5 separate regions of the Mus musculus genome follow, and regions 1, 2, 4 and 5 are each linked to region 3. Evidence: chromatin contacts called from public HiChIP or PLAC-seq, Micro-C and promoter capture Hi-C data. All regions are on one chromosome and are shown on one strand. The core of a region is the stretch at or near the end of the contact, and the rest is flanking DNA. Distances in the headings are between cores, read along the strand shown.

Region 1 (2,700 bases), core at 145-2,644, 390 kb after region 3:
TAGGGCTCTGACTTCTTTTAGGACCCAGTTACTGGACTTTGAAACGGAAGCTGCATGGACCAACAAAGAAATGTCTTAGTTTTTTAAAATCTATAATGGATATAAAGTGTCATCACATAGCATTACAAAGATTAAACCTGGTATGACATTTAACATTTAACATCTGGGGAATGTGAAGTGCAGTTAAAAGAAATTCATTATTCATGGGAAGATAACTTAATACCTTACTTTATATCATTTTAGAATGATTTGAAGTTTCCCCCAATACATATGTACTATACACAATAAAACTAGCTTATGAAAACTGGGGATTTATAACACTGGTGTCCAAATTCTGGTGGCTTACAACCATCTGTAATGGGATCTGATAACCTCTTCGGGTGTGTCTAAACACTGGCAATTTCCTCAGTTCCGAAATCATGAAATTACTCTGGAGACCCATTCATTCAGCTGTGGCTTCTCCAAAAACCAGGCTAATCTGTGGCAGTATCTGGCTCTAAGAGAGGACACCTCACCTGGACAGGTTCCCCATCACGCCAGACAAGGCTTTCTCCATCGCTTTCCCAGCAAAGATGAACTTCCTGGCCCACCCAAACTTCAGGGATGACCAGTTCTACCCGAAACCAGCAGGTCCACCATCTGTAAGAGAGCCATTTTGATGGGCCTAGGAGTGGAAACCCTCGGCTTTAAGATGTTCTCCATGCATGTGCAGCATCAGAGAAATGGTCAAAGAATAAAGGGAAAGGGGGAGAGGCAGCAGGGATGAAAATACTCAAGTGAAGACGCCGAAGGATAAAGGAGCTTCTCTCAGCAGAGGGCGCCACTCTGCTATCTAGCAGACTAGGGTTTGGTCGTGGGGCGGAGCTTCGCCAAACTGGGCGTTACCCACGTGGGTCCGAAGCTGTCGCCGACCTGCGCAGGGCTGAAGTTCTGCTGCACCGCCTTCTCATAGGGAAGCCTCTCGGGCGTCAGGAAGCTGGAGAGTGTCACCGAGCAGCTGTCCCCGAAGAGCCTGGGCAGGAGCAGCTGATGGGCGCATGCTCGAAGCCGCCCCTGTCCCACCCGTGAGCCAGCGGATGGCTGGGGAAACGCTCTCCCTTGGCTAAGGCCGTGAGGACTGCCTGGCAGCTCAGCAGCACAGACCAACCTCTACCGTTCGCTCCCCAGCCCCTGGCCTGGCAGTGGCGGGAACTTTGTTCCGCGGCCCGGTTGGCCACGGCCTGGGTTTCCCTCCGGAAGGGAAGGGGAGAGCGCGCGGGTGTGGTAGGCCAAGGACCACACCTGCCGCGAAGGTTACAGTCGGTGAAGTAGATCGGGGACACGAACTTCTCCACCCGCTCGAAAGTGGTGCGCCAGTGCTTCAAGAACGGCGCTGCCGCCATGGCGATGCGCCTTCCCTCCCCGGAAGATCCTTGGTGCTGCCGGCTCGTTGCACCGCTTGGAACCAAAGGTTCCGGCATCCAACCAGCTTACAGACCCGAGCAGCTTTTCTGGGAACACCACGGCTTTTGCAAGAGGCTGGCTCTGGGGAGCCTCCCAGTGAAACCCGGAAGCTGAGCCTTCGCGGTTCTCACCTCAGCCTTGCTGTCAGACAGCTGGGTAAATTATTTTAAAATACAATGGTAAGTTTGAGCTGGTGGTGTGGTTCGGTAGGGAGAGTGCTTGCCTAGGATGCACAAAGTTCACAGACCAGGAAGTGTAAATTGGAGTAATCTGCGACAATGTAGCGCCTTTGAGTACAGCCTGAGCTACTTGGTATTCTGAAGGAAGGGCTAGGGAGGGAACCCCTGGAAGGGCATGGGAAAGGTTTAGTTTTCCATTCTCTTCACTTACTCAAGCATTGGTAACTGCATAATATGAAAAGCGCAAGGCTACTTCGGGTGTTTTCAGAAATACAGAAAAGGGGCTTTGCACACCAGTAATCCTCCATTACATTACATGCATCACCGTTGCCCATTACCCCAATGTCCAGAATTTTGATCTAACGCAGGTCAACAAGTGCAAGGAAGTTTGAATGCTAACCTCCAGCTTTAACGTTTGCAGGAGTCTGGAAGAAAATAATACAGGAGGAATCTAACTAGCCTGCTTTAATGGAAATAACCAGGTTTACATTCCAAATGCAGGTTACCCAGAAAAATGATCAAGTAAGAAATATACAATGCCAATTAAAATAACTTGTCAAAACTTGAGCAAAGTCCCTTGTTTTATTGGTCACAAGGACTTTTTCTCCTAAAAGGGCCCTGAAATCTTACCCTGACCTGCAGGGAGGTGCAGTACATAGTACATAGGTAGCAACTGCCAAGGCTGCTGCTGGTCAGACCCATGCTCCCCATCCTTCTAGGCCAGCAGTCTTAAGGAAATAGAGGGGGAGAGGTGAACCATAGCTGAGGAAGCCAGACCCTTTCTTCCTGGCATGCTGCCTCAGCCACTGCCCTACATTTTCCCATTAGGCTTGATTACTTCCAAGTTTCCTTGTCCTCCTATGAGAAAAACACCCTAAAAGCAGGATATGGTGACACACACCTGTATTCCCAGAATTCAGGAGTCCAAGGCAAAATTCATGAGTTTTTTTTTTTTTTTTTTTTCAAGACATGGTTTCTCTGTATAAGCCCTGGCTGTCCTGGAACTCACTTTGTAGACCAGACTGGCCTTGAACTCTGAAATCCCCCTGCCTCTGCCTCCCAAGTGCTGGGATTAAAG
Region 2 (2,700 bases), core at 54-2,553, 320 kb before region 3:
TCTGGCCAAGAGGATCAATGTGCGGATTGAGCACATCAAGCACTCGAAGAGCAGGGACAGCTTCCTGAAGCGGGTGAAGGAGAACGATCAGAAGAAGGAAGCCAAGGAGAAGGGCACCCGGGTGCAGCTGAAGCGCCAGCCTGCGTCAACCAGAGAAGCACACTTTGTGAGGACTAACGGAAACTGCTGGAGCCCATTCCATATGAATTCATGGCCTAGTGGACAAAAAAGAAATAAGGGACCAGGACTGCAACAAAACAAAACAAACAACAACAACAACAAACCATAAAAGTTTTCATCAGGAACTGAGATGGATTAGTGAGTTAAGAGCGTGGCGCCAAAGAATAAGGGTCTAAATTTGGATATCCAACGCCTCAGTAAAAAGCCAGGTGTGGTGCACACCTGCAATCCTAGCATTTCAGAAGTAAAGACAGGATTCCTGGAGCTTGATGGTCAACTACTTTTGCTAAATAGGTGAGCTACCTTCTAACAAGAAAGAAAAGAGGGGAAGGGAAGGAAGAAGGGAAGGGACAAGAAAAGCCAGTGGCAATAAGTTCTAGGTTTTGGCTGGGATTGTTTTAAGACCCAAAACTAAGCGAGCCATAGACTCTGGATCAAGGATGATGGTCAGTTGGGAGAAAGGTAAAACAAGGAGGTGCATGCATAAATTCACAGAAGTTCCCCAGAGTTAGGAGTCCCAGAAGACAAGGTTTTGTTGTTTTATTGTATAAGCGGTGCCAGGATTCAGCTTCTACCTTTGGAACCTGAAGAAAGAAAACATTAACCCCTGTGACGAGGTGAGGTTGGGGATGGATAGAGGTGGTGTTCCAGAACAGGAAAATTTCAATCCAAAAAGTGAAATTTAGAAAAAAACTAATAAAAGGCTGGAATGCTTCATTAAGACTAGCTGAAAGTTAGCACTCTTTATTCCTTTCTTTCACTTATTACAAACAATTCACAACCACGGCAGCCAGAAACCCGTGTGCTGTAGTCAGTCCTACTCTTTTCAACTCCCCGCGAAAGCACTCACACCGGAACTCCTCTGAGTCCGTGCTCTCCCATTGGCCGAAGCCTCCGCCCGCCTTAAATGGCTTCCGCCCACGGCTTCAACCAGAGGGCGGTCTCTAGGAGTCACTTCCGTCTCGCACTACCCACCCACCCCCACCTCGTTCCCTTTTTAGCTGCTTCCGGCCTCGGGCCCCGCCCCCCACCGTGGGGCCCCGCCCCTACCTGCCCCTCCCCCGCCCCGGGCTGACGGCCGGGCCCCGCAGCACAGCTTCCGGTGCGGGCCCCGCCCCGGCTGTGGCCCCCAGCTGCGGAGGAGTAGCAGGCTCAGCTGCTACGCTGGGGTCTGAGCGGCTGCCTCCTCCCTACCCGCGAGCCCGGAACGCTGCACATAGGTGAGCGGCGCGGGTCGTGGTTCTTTCTGCCGCGGCGGGAGAGGGGCTGTGGCAGGTGGAGGGGACCGAAATGGGAGCCGAGGCAGGTGTGTAGGGGAGACGCGGGCTAGTGAAGCCGGGGTCCGCTGAGAAAAAGTGAGAGCATCGGGAGGAGCCCCGTCCTCCCGGTGTCCAAAGGAGTGGTTTGAGATAAAGAGATGGGAAAGGTAAGGGACCCCCCCCCCCTTTTGGCAACCGCAGAGCGAGCTTAGATGGAGTAATTAGAGAAGAGCCGGGAGATTGGCAAAGGGGGCTTGGTGGAAGTAAAAGTGATAGGGCTCCATTGGGTGGGAGGTAAAGAATGGAAAGAGGGGTCGAAGAGGGTCGGGGACAGAGCTGGAAACGAAGGTAAGGGAAATGGTCACCAAGGCCGGGCTCAAGCGGCAAGCAGTCCGTTGCTCTCGGTTTGGAGGTCCGGGAAGTTTAAAAAACCCGAGCGAGGGATGGAGAGATGAAGTTAGATTTCGGAGACGTAAATTCTCTAGATGTTAGTAGTATTGTTTGAATCCTTGGCTGCTTAGGGATTGGGATGAGATGGACTCTTCGGGAGGATGTGCCAATTGAGTTGTAAAACGGAGTCATCTCTGTCTTAATAAAGACGCTATCGGACACCCCTCTCCCTTGCTGAGGAAAGCCTACCGAGAAGATGGTGCCAACCAGAAAAGAAGCAGTTGTACTATGACTGGCAGGAGTTGGTTGAAATATTCCAGTTGTGTTGTTTGACTTTAAAGATTATACGAATATTTCTAAATGACCAGTGAATTGCTTGCTCTTCTTTTGTGTGCGTTTTGTTTTGTCCCCAACGGGGTTTTTATTTTAAAGGAACAATTTTGCCAACTTTCAGGCTTCCCTACAGAATAAGAACTAAAGCAGAAAGAAAGTATTGCTGCAGGCATAACTTATACTTTCCAAACTGCCAGGAGGAGGGACAGGCAGTAAGGGGCCAATTGGAATTGGAATCTTTTATCCGCCTATGAAAGCTACAACCAAGTGCTTCTAAGAAACAAAATGAGATTTGTCTAGCATGGCTCTGGTTGGTTTTTGAACTCCCCGCCTCCCCAGCTTTAAAAATTATACTCTTTAAACGTGTAAAAATTTATATAAATCAAAGCCATTTTTTTTTCTTGTTAGAGATTAGTTCTCCCATGAATTTTTGAAGATGGTAAAAGGTTACATTTTCTTATCTTCCAACTCAATCCTAAAACACTGGGACAATGCAAATATCAAGTCCCAACCTGCACAGTGCCGCTTCCCCTTTCAT
Region 3 (2,700 bases), core at 3-2,502:
TCTGAGTTCTAGTCTAGTCTGGGCTATAGAGGCCCTGTTTCTAAAATAAAATACTCCTATTTATTTTAGGCCGATGCCGGCCTGGTTTACAAAGAGTTCCAGGACAGCCAGGCTACACAGCTGACACATACCACAACCAAACAAAACCAAAAGTAAGATAGATGTACCGTGCTAAGTGGAGAGGGTCTGAGAACACACCAAGTGGCAGAGCAATTATCTAGCAATGCAGGGCCCTTGGTTCCCCCTCAGCAATGGGGGTGGACAGTGATGGGACACAAAATCTCCTGATCACACAGAAGGGGAAACAAGCAACCAAACATAATACTTCATAAGTCAGCACTGAAGCTTCTCATTTTAAACGGGTGGAGGGGAATCCACGAAGCTTTCCCATGTTTGTACACCCAGTATTCCTCAGTATTTGGTACCCAATCTTGTAAACGTTATCATTCTTTCCATTAATATTTGTCAATGTTCAGGCTCTCTTACAAGCCGCAAGAAACCACACTTTAAATTATCTATTTGAAACGCAGGGCTAAAATGTGGCTCAACAGTCCTCAAACGTGGCCGTACCCAGTTATGAAGGTGACACAAAAATGCCAGCAGAGAATTGCCTGATCAGGGCTAAAAGGGTATTGTGTCCCACTGGGGAATCAAATTGTGTTCTAGGAAACGCAGAGGCGGGCGGCGCGCCCGGAGGCTCAATGTCACCTTCGCCAAGATGCCGCAGGCCGGCGGGGGCCACTCCCGGTCAGGTGGCTGCGGGGTCAGCGCAGGGAACGGTCACGGCCCAGAGACTGAAAGGAAGTGCTGAGCTCGTCCTCGGCGACCCCGGCAAGTCCACACACCTGACTGGCCGCGGGTTCGGCATCAGGAAGTGGCGGGGAGGGAGGCCCGGAGGAGTCTCCTACACGACTCCAGACGGCCGCGGACGCACTGCGGTCACCGGGCTCCAATGCCGGCTCGCAGGGCAAAGGCTAGGCCGCCAGGGAGCCTGCCCTCGAGTGGCGGCGGGAGCCCAGGTCACAGCAAGGACACGCGAGCGAGGGCTGTGGCGGGCGCGGACCTTACCGGCGGCGGGGCTGGGAGCCGAGGCGGGGTGCAGGAGGCCTCGGGCAGCCGCGGCTGCGGTACAGCGACGGAGGGCAGCGGCGAGCATGACGGCGACCACAGCGCACTGGCTGAGGCTGACGAGAAGCCGGTGTGAGCTCGCGGGCGGTACAGCAGTTCGCGGGGGCCGGACTCACGCAGCGACGCACGCTGGGCGGAGCATAAGGCCGGCCCACTGCGGAGCTCGCGCCTACGGAAGCGGGTGGGGCGCCATGCGGTCGCCGGCGGCTACGGCGGCCGTGGAGGACAAACCACGTCGGCGCCGCGCCAAAGCTGGTCCGATGACCCGGGTGACCGTAGTGAACATTCCTGCGTGGGAGGAAAGGCAGGGTGAGCAATGGACAATGTGGATTTGGAATCGCCAACAGAGGAGACTATCACAATTTGGAATTGTAGCGATAATAACGGCAAACTATAATAAGAATAACCGCTTTGCCCCCGCGCGTTGGTGTATGCTATAATTCTAGCCCTCTACAGGCTAAGTATTAGGAATTTCAGGCTCTCTTATGCAACCTGAGTCTCAGAAAAAAAAAAAATCATACTGGGAGTAGTGACTCAAGACAATAATCAACATTTTGGAGGCAGGGGGAAAGGGGATTCAAGGACAGCCTGGGTCACATGATCCTCCCCCACCCACTAAAGCCCAATTATTTACTTTTACCCATTAGGAAACCGACTCAAAAATTACGTTGTTTAGGGTCTAGGAAGATAGACGGTTTAGTGGATAAAGTGCTTTCTGTGGCTCAGTAGTTAATAGTTTATTAACTTTCTGCGCTCTCAGAGGACTCACGTTTACTTCACATCAGGTGGCTCCCAACTGTCTGTAACTCCCGCTCCAAGGGAATCTGACACCCTCTTCTGGACATCACAAGTACCCACATTGTGCTGTGCTATATACTCACACACATACATGTAAATAAACTTTACAAATGAAATGAAGGCACGGATGAATAAGTAAACGAAAAATGAAAAAAATGTACCTTGATTAAACGAGTATGAATCCATGAATTGGCTTTCCTAATCTTGACTTCTCTGAGCCAATTATGGGACATATGTTAGTTATCTTAATTTTATTTTTGGTTATAAGGTGTGGTAGTTATTGAATAAGAATGGCTCCCATAGTCTCATATATTTGAATGCTTGGTCATCAGAGAGTGGCACTATTTGAGAGGGATTAGAAGGTGTGGCCTTGTTGGAAGAAGTGTGTCATTGGGGGTGGGCTTTGGGGTTTCAAAAGCCCATGCAAGGTTCAGAGTCTCTCTCTTCCTGCTACCTTCAAATGTAGAACTCTCAGCTACTTCTCCAGTACCATTCCTGCCGTGCTTTCTGCCTGGATGATAATGGACACTGATCTCTAAAACTGTAAGCCAGCCCCAGTTAAATGCTTACTTTTATAAGAGTTGCTGTGGTCTCTTCACAGCAATAGAACACTAAGGTTTCATAGTAGCCCTGCCAGGCCTTGAACTCACAGAGGCCTGTCTGCTTCTGCCTCCTGAATGCTGGGATTAAAGGAGCTGGCTCACCAGCTCTTAGTTACTTTTTAAATTGATACAACAAAATATGTGACAGAAACAATTTAAGGAAGAAAGTGGG
Region 4 (2,700 bases), core at 186-2,685, 330 kb before region 3:
GTTAACTTTCCTGAGGCGATCCTGAAGATCACTGGCGAGCTAAGCAACAACCCAGTGCTCAGCAGCACATGGTAACTTTTGCTTCGTGAGTGTGTACAGGTTTTCCCCCTAAATATATAATTTTCTCAATTACCAAAGAAAGCAACATGTACCTTTAGTTTAAAAATAGGACATGTATCATAACTGTCTTTATTTTTAAGATAAAAAAATTGTTTTCCAAAAGACTAAATCAGCGTGAAATGTTTTTTCCTTTCAAAATGATTTATTTCACATACTTCTAGCTAGTTTCCTTCTTTTATTAAAAATTCGTGGGCTGGTGAGATGGCTCAGTGGTTAAGAGCACTGTCTGCTCTTCGGAAGGTCCTGAGTTCAAATCCTAGCAACCACATGGTGGCTCACAACCATCTGTAACGAGATATGACTCCCTCTTCTGGTGTGTCTGAAGACAGCTACAGTGTACTTACATATAATAAAAAAAGAAAGAAAGAAAAAAATTCGTATTATTTTTACTTGTGTATGTGTGTACATGCTTTGACACAGTGTGGAGCTCAGAGGACAGCTTGAGCCAATTTTCTTTCCATCATGCTGCCCCCAGGGATCATCATGTCTTCAGACTTGGCAGCAATGGCCCACTGGTTTCTTTTCACATTGAATCCCTAATACTTTCCCATGTCAATACAAGTGTACTGACTTTGGTTATAGATGCTTGTGGGATGCTTAGTTTGTGATATAGGTTGCTAGGATACAGCACAAACTCTGGTTCTAATAATTCCATATCAAGTGCTCTTAACCAACAAGCCATCTCTTCTGCTCCTAACATTTACAATATGTGTGTGTGTGTGTGTGTGTGTGTGTGTGTGTGTGTGTGTGTGTGTGTGCGCGCGCGCGCGCGCGCGCCTGTGTGCACTTGTACGTATGGAAGTAAGAGGACAACTTGCAGGAGTTGGTTCTCTCTGTCCAGGGGTCAATCTCAGAACTCAGGTCTTTAGGATTGGTGATATTTTTACCTGCATAGCCATTTTGTCAAGTCTATGTTGGCTTTTTTATTCTCTCTCTCTCTCTCTCTCTCTCTCTCTCTCTCTCTCTCTCTCTCCAGAGTTTCATGTACCCTGTCTGGTCTTGTACATCTGTTTAGTGAGGTTTACCTTGAAGTCCTGAACCTCCTGCTTCCACCTTCCAGCGTGCACCATTATGCCTGGCTTGCTGTCTATTTTTAATAAAAAGCGAGTCCTTAAACTTTGTGGCTATTTATTTGAACTTTGTAATTAAGCTATTAGGACTAGAATACATCAAAGCAGATCCTACAATTTTTGGGCCAGGAGAGTCAGTTATTGATGATGCCATAATTAATGTTGACATTCCACACAGAGATTCCCTCACTTTGCAGTGGGTGAAGGGAGGAAGTTGTAGAAGCACAGACACCATCCTTCTAGCACTTGGATTGCAGAAGTGAAACTGGCTGGCAGAAATGCCCATATTAGGAAATGGCTGGTTGTTAGATGGTTGTAGTGTTAAACTTTTTCTGGTATGTGTGAAGGGAACTAATCAGAATGGGTTTTGGCAGTTGCTTTGTAGCCACACTATTCTCTTTCAAATCAGATCTCAGTATAGTTACAAGTTCATAAGAATCAAACTTCAGAGTGAGTATGATTTACTTAAAAAAAAATTAAATTGAAACTTGACTTCAGCTAAACAAACTGAAATCCCAGTTCGGTTTTTAAAATTTGGATTTCTGAATCAGGATCCCAAATGAGCTTATCCATTTCTACTTGGAATTGGGTTAAAAGTCTGTGTGGTTGATTTGCACAAACCTTATATTCAACAAGTCTCCTTTCCATAGAACATCGAGCAAAGGCCTGAGGGCAGACAACTTTTTAATTTCCGTGGTACTAAATAAATTTCATTTTAATAGAATTTTAATAGCTCAAGATCAGCAACACAAGTGACAGTTCATGCTAGCAAGGATGTGGAGCAAGGGGAACACTCCTCCATTGCTGATAGGAGTACAAACTTGTGTAGCCACTTTGGAAATTAATATGGCGATTTCTCAGAAAATTGGAAATTGGTCTACCTCAAGACACAGCTAATCACTCCTGGGCAGGGGCAGCCCAGACCCAGAAAGACAAACATGACTTGTGTCTAGTCCAATTGTCATCCTAGAGCCTTCGTCCATCAAAGGATGGAAACAGATGCAGAGACTTACAGCCAAACATTAGGAGAAGCTTGGGGAATCCTGCAGAAGATGGAGGTAAAAGGACCTTAGGAGCCAGAGGGGTAAAGACACCACAAGAAAACCCACAAAATCGACTAACCTGGGCTCACAGGGGCTCACAGGGACTGAACCAACAACCAGGGAGCCTGCATAGGACTGACCTAGGCCTATGTCCCAGTTGTGTAGCTTGGTCTTCTTATGGGACCCCCTAACACTGGGAGCAGGGGCTGTCTCTAACTGTTTTGCCAGATTTTGGGACCCTGCTTCTCATACTGGGTTGCTACTTCTAGTCTTAATACAAAGGGAGATGCCTAGTCTTACTGCAACTTGATAGGGCATGTTTGGTTGATATCCCTGGGAGGTCTGCCCTTTTCTGAAGAGAAACAAAAGAAGAATGGATGGGGGTGGGGAGGAGGAGAGGAGAAGTGAGGGGGAGGGATTGGGAGGAGAGGGAGGAGAGGAAACTGCAGTTGAGATGTAAAAAATAT
Region 5 (2,700 bases), core at 126-2,625, 280 kb after region 3:
TAGGAGGAGGATGGAGATTGGCTCTAACACTTTGTGCCACTCTTGCCAGGTGGGCGGGGCTACTGCTTTCCAGACAGCCTCAGGCTGAGGAAAATCCTGTCTGTTATGGCTCTAGTCTTCTTCTTTTTCTTCTTCTTCTTCTTTTCTTTTTTGCTTTTTCGAGACAGGGTTTCTCTGTATAGCCCTGGCTGTTCTGGAACTCACTCTGTAGACCAGGCTGGCCTCGAAATCAGAAATCCGCCTGCCTCTGCCTCCCGAGTGCTGGGATTAAAGGCATGTGCCACCACTGCCCGGCTAAATTTTTCTCTTTTTTCTTTATTTTTATTTTATTTTATTTTTGATGGCTCTATTCTAAAGAGTAAGCCTTGCTCATACTGCAAGACTCTGGGTTCCCATCTGCCCCTCTGACACCCTCCTGACCAGACTGAGCTCAAACTGTCAAACTGGAATTAGTTGAGACCACAGTGGGAAAAGCTGTAGCTGCCTAGGGAGCCAGGCATATGGTATACTTTCAACCTGGCACTTAGAAGTCAGAGGCAGGGGATCATCATGAGTTTGAGGGCAACCAGCTTGGTCTACATAGTGAGTCCCTGTCTAAAAAGAAATAAAGTAAGTAAATAAGAAAGTAAATAAATAGAGACCAAACCAGTCTGGACTTTCCTGGTTATGCAGGGTTGGAAACTTAGCTACTCAGAAGGCTAAGGCAGGAAAATGGTAAATTCAAGGCCTGCCTAGGCAACTTATCAAGATCTTGTCTCAAAAGTAAGTAAAACAGAGGCTAGTGTCACATTTCAGTGGTGGAGTACTCTCCTGGAGTTACTTTGCAAAGACTCTGGGTTCAAGTCCCAGTGGGAAGAGAATGAAATCAGGATTTGGCATGTCTGAAAACTGAGAAATAATCTCTTGTCAGAATCAGTGTTAAGGCTATGGCAAGTGTCTAGGATCACTGTGGATGAGGGCGAGGCTCTTCTAGCTCTCCCTGGCCAGATGCAATCCCACCTGCACTTGGAGTAAGTTGAATGGAATCTGGCCTCACACCAATGTCACAAAATGTCAGCAAAGTAAGGACGAGATTCCTAAGTGCTAGTCTGTCCCAAGGTCCAGCCACAGGGCTTGATAATATTTTTCATGTGGGTCAATTTCAATCCTCTAGTAAGGACTCTCTAGTAGGTTCTCTTCTTCTTAAAGCCCCATGATACGGACACCTACACCTCAGCCCTGTCACTCTCAGTCCCTAACAGCCAAGTGCTGGGGAGCCCTCTTACCCTGGTAACTAAGTCATGGATTCCCACAGGTTGTATCCTACCTTGTACTCTCTGCAGTAGATGTTGTGCACGGTCTTCTTGTGTCCTGGCTCAGAGAGAATGTGTACATGCTCCAAGGGTCTTGAGGGGTTAGTAGGTATGGTGGAACACACGGGGATGGGTTCTGAACCAGGTAGACATTTGCCTAGACACACAGGCAGCTGGGCCAGCAGATGCTCATCTTTGCTTACATATCTTCTAATAGGAACCTTCCTAGTTTCAGAGATGGGGCACCAAGGCCCCATCCTCTTCCTGGTACCCTCTTCCTGTTTGAGAAAGAGTGTCATGGAGTCTTTCACTATTCATGAGACCTTAGTCCCTGGATGTCATCTTGGTCATCAGAGAGGGCACTATGAGGCTCAGCCCAACAAGGACAAGACAAGACTGGAGATTTCTGTAAAGACTAGGTAGGAAAGAGTGGGGTGTCTAGGACTCCACCCAGTTCCTTTCCAATTTAGAATTCTTTTTTTTTTTTTTTGAGACAGGGTTTCTCTGTATAGTTCCTGGCTGTCCTGGAACTCATTTTGTAGACCAGGCTGGCCTCGAACTCAGAAATCCGCTTGCCTCTGCCTCCTGAGTGCTGGGATTAAAGGTGTGCGCCATCACGCCCAGGTCAGAATTCTTCATGTGGTACTAGAGGTCTCAGTACTGGGTCAATCCCAGGCCAAAACCAGCCTAACTTCTCTCACATGCCCTGGCTATGTTCTTGCTACAGAGAGACATATGAGAGAGACTGTCTAACCACTGTGCTTCCAGGACAAGAGTTCCAGGCAGGAAGAACAGCCAGAATGGGTCCCACAGCTAAAGGTGTGAATTGGGTCAGTGTGTGTGTGTGTGTGTGTGTGTGTGTGTGTGTGTGTGTATGTATGTATGTATGTGTGCACGCACACGAGCACACACTTGCACATGCACATACTTACTACGGAGGTATATACAAATGAGGGAAGTCACAATCCCGGGATTCCCCAATCTTTGATTCTCTGCTGATCTCAAGGTTCAAGCCGTGGATCCTTCAGGGTCTAGGAAAGGTCTTGGTTAACATTCTGCCAGCTTCTTCTCATCTAGTTCTGGTTCATCATTCCATCTTCTAAGCTGGTGGTGAGAGCTAGAAGCATTCTGTGAACCCTGCCAGAAGCTAGGTCAAGTGGCTAGTTCTACTGAACCAGGCAGTCTGATTGGCTATTATCAAGATTTCCTGGCCCATCTTTAGCCTCATAGGATACTGCTGCTCATTCTGAGGAATAACGATGCCCTGCTGGGACGCCAACCCAAGACTCAAATCTTACCTCCAAAGGGGCTTCTGCTTCCTCTTCCTGCTCTTTTCTTCCAGGCTGGCCCCTGGCCTGACAATGTCCTCTTACTGCTTATTTGTGTGATGGTAGAAGAGAATTAAACC

The links. Promoter capture Hi-C pulls out the DNA fragments that hold promoters and counts their contacts. A called contact is a pair of places that touch in the nucleus more often than the background predicts. HiChIP or PLAC-seq counts read pairs in DNA pulled down with a chosen protein or histone mark.
Region 1: a contact with region 3 is called in a promoter capture Hi-C map of macrophages, with 6 read pairs. The contact joins the promoter of Man2c1 here to the promoter of Cox5a in region 3. A contact is called at or near these places in 6 of 39 promoter capture datasets (3T3-L1-derived adipocytes, the C10 cell line, cranial neural crest and 3 more), 1 of 484 Hi-C or Micro-C datasets (pro-B cells), 7 of 115 datasets of contacts at active chromatin or transcription factors (the 230-238 cell line, the SCID.adh cell line, acute myeloid leukemia and 4 more) and 3 of 9 other capture datasets (adipose tissue, liver and pancreatic islet).
Region 2: a contact with region 3 is called in a Micro-C map of embryonic stem cells, with 4 times the contacts expected there. The contact joins the promoter of Arid3b here to the promoter of Cox5a in region 3. A contact is called at or near these places in 10 of 39 promoter capture datasets (the 3T3-L1 cell line, HPC-7-derived erythroid cells, cranial neural crest and 6 more), 7 of 484 Hi-C or Micro-C datasets (CD4 T cells, cerebral cortex, embryonic stem cells and 3 more), 3 of 115 datasets of contacts at active chromatin or transcription factors (extraembryonic endoderm stem cells, memory CD8 T cells and pancreatic cancer cells) and 3 of 9 other capture datasets (adipose tissue, liver and pancreatic islet).
Region 4: a contact with region 3 is called in an H3K4me3 HiChIP or PLAC-seq map of bone marrow-derived macrophages, with 2.5 times the contacts expected there. The contact joins the enhancer-like site here to the promoter of Cox5a in region 3. A contact is called at or near these places in 10 of 39 promoter capture datasets (the 3T3-L1 cell line, HPC-7-derived erythroid cells, embryonic stem cells and 6 more), 2 of 115 datasets of contacts at active chromatin or transcription factors (bone marrow-derived macrophages and large pre-B cells) and 1 of 9 other capture datasets (liver).
Region 5: an H3K4me3 HiChIP or PLAC-seq map of bone marrow-derived macrophages shows a contact between it and region 3, with 4 times the contacts expected there. The contact joins the promoter of Trcg1 here to the promoter of Cox5a in region 3. A contact is called at or near these places in 16 of 39 promoter capture datasets (the 3T3-L1 cell line, 3T3-L1-derived adipocytes, the C10 cell line and 10 more), 1 of 15 datasets of contacts at CTCF or cohesin (large pre-B cells), 4 of 484 Hi-C or Micro-C datasets (bone marrow-derived macrophages, embryonic stem cells, stem cell-derived neural stem cells and 1 more), 12 of 115 datasets of contacts at active chromatin or transcription factors (the 230-238 cell line, the SCID.adh cell line, acute myeloid leukemia and 7 more) and 4 of 9 other capture datasets (adipose tissue, liver, macrophages and 1 more).

Annotation. Positions count from the first base shown.
Region 1 is chr9:57,129,471-57,132,170 of GRCm38.p6, reverse strand. Man2c1 (mannosidase, alpha, class 2C, member 1) reads right to left here and starts at 1,394. Exons shown (of 26, transcript NM_028636.2): 1 at 1,282-1,394; 2 at 890-1,012; 3 at 516-639. The coding sequence starts at 1,382. It overlaps Man2c1os (mannosidase, alpha, class 2C, member 1, opposite strand), which reads left to right and starts at 881. Exons shown (of 2, transcript NR_102289.1): 1 at 881-1,622; 2 at 2,044-2,189.
Region 2 is chr9:57,835,382-57,838,081 of GRCm38.p6, reverse strand. It overlaps Arid3b (AT rich interactive domain 3B (BRIGHT-like)), which reads left to right and starts at 1,303. Exons shown (of 9, transcript NM_001379353.1): 1 at 1,303-1,400. It also overlaps the pseudogene Gm7547.
Region 3 is chr9:57,519,784-57,522,483 of GRCm38.p6, reverse strand. It overlaps Cox5a (cytochrome c oxidase subunit 5A), which reads right to left and starts at 1,252. Exons shown (of 5, transcript NM_007747.2): 1 at 1,069-1,252. The coding sequence starts at 1,156.
Region 4 is chr9:57,853,221-57,855,920 of GRCm38.p6, reverse strand. No RefSeq gene overlaps it. Among named protein-coding and RNA genes, the nearest start is that of Arid3b, 18 kb to the right of the region's middle. Within about 2 kb of position 1,435, at least 31 of the 459 cell types and tissues checked have an H3K27ac peak or open chromatin away from gene starts, as enhancers often do. A contact at or near this core is called in bone marrow-derived macrophages and stem cell-derived epiblast-like cells, where this site is marked.
Region 5 is chr9:57,235,231-57,237,930 of GRCm38.p6, reverse strand. It overlaps Trcg1 (taste receptor cell gene 1), which reads right to left and starts at 1,375. Exons shown (of 13, transcript NM_001014398.2): 1 at 1,307-1,375.